Regions from separate parts of the Mus musculus genome. Here region 2 is linked to region 1. A link is a contact called in public HiChIP or PLAC-seq data. All regions are on one chromosome and are shown on one strand. Each heading gives the region's core, a stretch centred on a gene start, on an enhancer-like site or on the middle of the called end of the contact. The rest is flanking DNA. Distances are from core to core; before and after follow the strand shown. Region 1 holds the start of Chaf1b (chromatin assembly factor 1, subunit B (p60)). Region 2 overlaps Vps26c (VPS26 endosomal protein sorting factor C).

Evidence for each region. HiChIP or PLAC-seq counts read pairs in DNA pulled down with a chosen protein or histone mark.
Region 2: a contact with region 1 is called in an H3K4me3 HiChIP or PLAC-seq map of bone marrow-derived macrophages, with 4 times the contacts expected there. The contact joins the enhancer-like site here to the promoter of Chaf1b in region 1. A contact is called at or near these places in 4 of 39 promoter capture datasets (liver, neural stem cells, pre-B cells and 1 more), 1 of 484 Hi-C or Micro-C datasets (regulatory T cells), 6 of 115 datasets of contacts at active chromatin or transcription factors (the NIH/3T3 cell line, astrocytes, bone marrow-derived macrophages and 3 more) and 1 of 9 other capture datasets (embryonic stem cells).

Annotation. Positions count from the first base shown.
Region 1 is chr16:93,882,647-93,885,156 of GRCm38.p6, reverse strand. It overlaps Chaf1b (chromatin assembly factor 1, subunit B (p60)), which reads right to left and starts at 1,256. Exons shown (of 14, transcript NM_028083.4): 1 at 1,182-1,256; 2 at 536-691. The coding sequence starts at 661.
Region 2 is chr16:94,517,951-94,520,460 of GRCm38.p6, reverse strand. The region is part of intron 1 of Vps26c (VPS26 endosomal protein sorting factor C); the gene reads left to right. The region is part of intron 4 of Gm31323 (a long non-coding RNA gene); the gene reads right to left. Among named protein-coding and RNA genes, the nearest start is that of Vps26c, 7.4 kb to the left of the region's middle. Within about 2 kb of position 1,255, at least 139 of the 459 cell types and tissues checked have an H3K27ac peak or open chromatin away from gene starts, as enhancers often do. A contact at or near this core is called in astrocytes, bone marrow-derived macrophages, liver and 1 more, where this site is marked.

The sequences.
Region 1 (2,510 bases), core at 7-2,506:
AGCACAGAGCACAGGAGCTAGGCTCAGTATTACTATTTTGAGACAAGGTCTCACCTAGCCCAGGCTGGACTCAAACTCACTACTGTTGAGAATCTCAAACTTCAGATCTGTACCGTATGGGTATTGGGGATACATGCCTGGCACCACAGAGCTCTTCCTAGTTTAGTATTCTAAAATACTGAGAACCCACTTGTAACAATGTAGCAAATAGCCGGGCCGTGGTGGCCCACGCCTTTATTCCCAGCACTTGGGAGTCAGAGGGTTCGAGGTCAGCCTGGTCTACAGAGTTCTAGGACAGCCAGGGCTACACAGAGAAACCCTGTCTTGAAACAACAAACAAAACAAACAAAAACAATGTAGCAAATGTTAAGAAAGCTAATCTTCTCAGCATTCCTTGCTTTCCCCAGGCCTCAGAACTTAGTACACTGGACTAGGTGGCAACCCGACTTGAGTTGCTGCCTTCAGTTTTAAACAAAGGAATGAAAACGTGAGCTCCGCGTAGAACCTCCCCGTATCCTCCCGCCTGTCCATTTACCCTGACGGCGGTGTCCACCCCCGCGGATGCCAGCCTGTGGATCTTCCAGGTTGCCCCATGCTGGAAGTCCAGGCTGTACACTGGCTCCTTGTTGTGCCAGGCGATTTCACACGTGATCACTTTCATCCTCCAGAGTTTCCGCCAGGCAAAGGGAGGCTGGAAACGTTAGCAAAGAGTTAAACAGCGACCCTGGAACATGAAGGGCGAGCCGGGGAAAGAGCACAGAAGCCATTAGCGACGCCGACGGCTCAGACACCTGCAATCTTCAGCTAAAATGCTCCCGCAGGTAGAGAGACTTCCACCAGTGTACGGTTCCGGAAGAGAAAGAAACCAAACACCCCAGACGGAGGCGAGGACGGGCAGCACAGAGCATCGTGTTGAGGTGGGGTCCCAGAGACCGGTACCGGAGTACTGGCTATCATCCCGGGGAGCAGCAAGGGAGGGAGTTCACGGGGAGGGGCGCGGGTCCGGGCGGCCCAACCCGGCCTGGCGGAAGGCGCGCGAGTCCCGGTCCCGGTGGGGACTGTGGTCTGGGACGAACTGCCTTCTGCCTGCGCCCGCGCTGAGATCAGAACTCACGGCCCCGGTGAGGAGCTGCAGCCCAACCCAGGTCAGAAGCGCGGAAGCCGGGTATCAGCAAACCTACCTGCAGTAACTCGGTCCACCCGGGGCCGCCACAGCCCGCAGCTTCCCGCGCGCCGCAGGCCACGCCTCCGGTCACGCCTCCTCGGGGCGGAGTTCCGGGGCGTCCCGCCTCCGCGTGGGCGGGGCTGTCACAAGACAAAGTCTCTGAATGGGAGGGTCCAGGGCATCCCTCCTCCCAGTGGCCAGCAATCTCCCGGCACCTTGGCTTCCGGTGGGCGGAGCTCTGGGCTCTTTTCTTTCTCGTGGGCGGGGCTGTCGCGGCTCGTGGCTCCTGTTGGGCGGGACTGGGAATCCCATTCCCGCGCCTCGGAGGAGTCCAGGCTCGTCCAGCTTTGACGTGCTAACCCGAGATGCAAGACGTCCTACCTACCACGCGTCAGTGTCACATGCTCATCGGACAGATCTTCCCGCCTGGAATTTACGGTCTAGAAAGAAAAGCGGGACTAGAGACGCAGGCAGCTGATTGCACGCTTAGCCAACAGCAGCGGTTCTGTCACCAGCCCCTGCCGGTGATCTCAGCACTCCAGAGGACCCTAAGAGGAAGGTTATCCTCAGCTACAGAGAGTTCCAGGCCAGCCTGAACTAAAGACTAAACAAAAAATATATAACATTTCTTATAGGGCAGATGGGAAACTTTGGGACTCATCTAATATAACCAAATAAGAGTGTCCCAGGCAGTGGATATTTGAGAGCTGTCCTGCCCCACCAAATATCTCAAAATGGCTCTGGAGTTTCAAAATGTCAATAAAACAGCAATGCCTTCGCCCTCTCTTAGCGATGTGACAGACGCCTAGAATGGTTGTTATGATGGTAATCCCAACACTCTGAAGGTGGAAATGGGAAGATGATCAGGAGTTCAAGGTCAACCTTAACTACACAGCAAGATTGAGGCCAGCCTCATGAATGTGTAGGAACTTCCATTCCAATTATGTAATGGTTAATTTATCCACCATGACCTTCTCAATAATGTCACATATTTTTTAAAGATTCTTGTCTCCTATGGTTTTGACTTCTTACAGGCCAGCATATGAAAGTTAAGGTTTTTTTTGTTTTTGTTTTTGTTTTTGTTTTTTTTTTTTTCCAAGACAGGGTTTCTCTGTACAGCCCTGGCTGTCCTGAAACTCATTCTGTAGACCAGGCTGGCCTCGAACTCAGAAATTCACCTGTCTCTGCCTCTCAAGTGTTGAGATTAAAGCCATACACCACCACTGCCCGGCGAAAGTTGGGTTTTTATAAAGAAATGATCTCAAGAGCTGGAGAGGACTCAGCATGTAAGAGCACTGGCTGCTTTGGTCAAGGCCCTGGGTTCAGTTTCCAGAACCCACATGGT
Region 2 (2,510 bases), core at 6-2,505, 640 kb before region 1:
AAGCTACTTAAGGGACAGACAGACAGTGCAGGAAGAAGAGAGTGCAGTGCAGGGTACAGTAGAGTTGAGAGGGAGAGTAAAGCAGCACAGAGAGGGAGAAGGAGGCGGTTTTACCAGGAGAGTTTTCTAGAGACAGGTTGTAGATACAAGCTAGACACAGGTAAAGACAAAATGAGCAAGAGAATCAGGAGCCAGAAGAGTTAGTATGAGGCCAAGCAAAGAATTCAGGAGAGGCTGAGAAAGAGAAGCCAGATTGAAACAGTCAGCTTGGAGAGGAGTTTTGAGGCAGAACAGCTGAGTTGACTGGCCAGCTAGTGTTCATAAAGAACAAGGGTAAGCTTATTCAGTAGCAAGTCTCAGAGACTGAAAACACTCTGGACCTGGAGAAGCTTGTACAGAAGCTAGAAGCTTCCAGGGCTAGGCCTAGGTTAGCAGACTGAATAAAAGTGACTTTGGTGGAATTGTTTGTGACGGATTAGATGTGGTGTTATTGGAGGAGGTGTGTCACTGGGCTTTGAGGTGTCTAAAGCCCACACCTGGGCCAGTCTCTCTAGGTTTCGAATCAAGTTGTGTATGTAACCTCTTAGCTACTGCTCCAATACCATGCCTATCTGCTGTCATGCCCTCCATGATAGTCTGAAAGCATAAGCAGACTCCCAAGTAAACACTGTCTTTGTAAGTTGCCTTGGTTATGGTGCCTCTTCATAACAAGAGAACAATAAAAACAGATGTCCTGCTGGGATGATCTGAAGTGCTGTGAGAGTATGAGAGATTGCAGGGTCACGTGGAGGCTTCTGACCCTTTTAGGAAGCACAGTTAGGACTGTAAGTGGGCCTCTTTCCTCACCTGTACCTAATGCTCCTGAAAAGACTCGGTTCCTGGTTCAGAGCCTGCTCCTTATGCAATGCACGAAAGGCATTTTGAGAATTAGCCCAGCCTGTTTGAAAATTGGCGTGGGGTAAAATTGTCCCCATGATTCTGTGGTTGTCACAGCTGCTCTCATGCTGGCCTGGACTCTGAAGCTGGACAGGTCTAAGCATGCCATGAGTCCTGCACATCAGGGCTCCGTGGACTTCCTCCCTGCTCAGTCACTGTCTTTTCCTCTCCTCCCTCCTGCCCTAGCTTTACCCGAATTCTGTTTCAGGCTGCCCGTGAAGCCTGTGTGGCCTGAACCCTGCATTCTCCACCCAGCTGCTGTTGCTGTCCTGGGGCTTCCGGTCCAGCTGTGTGGAGAGCCAGCCCAGGAACGTTTGTCAGTTGGTCCTTGTGTTACTGACTTCCTTCTCATATTGCTGACATAAATATGCTGACAGGCAGCTTAAGGGAACACTGCTTGGTTTTTGGCTCACAGTCCTTCGTGGGGAATTCATGGTGATAGGGACTTGAGGCAGCTGGTCAGACTGCATCTGCAGTCAGGAAGCTGAGAGACAACTGTGAGTGCTTAGCTCCTTTCCCAGTTTATTCACTCCTGTTAGGGTGCACTTCTGGCCTCAGTTAACCTAGTCAGATAATCCCTCACAGGCCTGCCCAGAGGCTGGTCTACTAGGCGATCCTAACAAGGTGATTGATAATCAGTATCACCTTCATCACCACAGCCCTCTGTTGTACTGTTGTCCCCTCGGCTGACTCTTCTCCACTCAGTACCCTATCAGTGCCCTATCAGTGCCCCAGACTAAGTCAGTACCCTGCTGGTCTGTCAGTGGATGTCTAAGGCACAATGCTTTGTGGACATTCCCAGTGGTCTGGGTGCAGTCCCCTGTGACACTCATCCCTCAATGTTCTATCTCTGCCCTTGACTACCAGCTGACCTCTTAGCAAGGTGGGACACTAAAGTGTCCGAGGTGAAGGCACCCTTCTCTTTGCTCTCCATCGTCATTTCAGTTTCTGTTGAGTTTGCAACACCCCACACACATCCTCCTCCCCACCCAGCCCCCAGCTTTCCGAGAGGTGGTAATGTATGCACGCCGTTCTATTTGTAATCCCTTCTTCAACCCCAGGCACTACTCTGGGCTTCAACTTGTAGTCAGGAAGGAGAATGACTGTTTTTCCATTTAACACAGACAGACAGACACACACACACAGACACACAGGACACAGGTCAGAAGAGAACTAGTGAGTGTTTCTCTCCTAGCGTGGGAAGTGGGGATGGAACTCAGGTCATCAGGTTTGGTGGCAGGTGCTTTTACCTGCTGAACCTTCTGGCAGCCTGAAGACGGACTTGTTTTTTATTCTCTCAGATGTTACATCCCAACCCCAGTTACCCCCACCCCCAGCTTCTTTCCCCCACTCCTGCAACCTCCCCTCTCCCCTAGATCCAGCCCACATCCTACTACCCTCAGAAAAGAGCATGTCTCCCAGGGACATCAAACAAACACAGCATTATAAGCTACAATAAGACCCAGCACATACCATCACATCTAGGTTGGACAAGGCAGTCCCGTAGGAGAAGGATCCCACAAGTAGGCAAAAGAGCCAGGGCAACCTCTGCCTGGGCCCACTGTCAGGAGTCC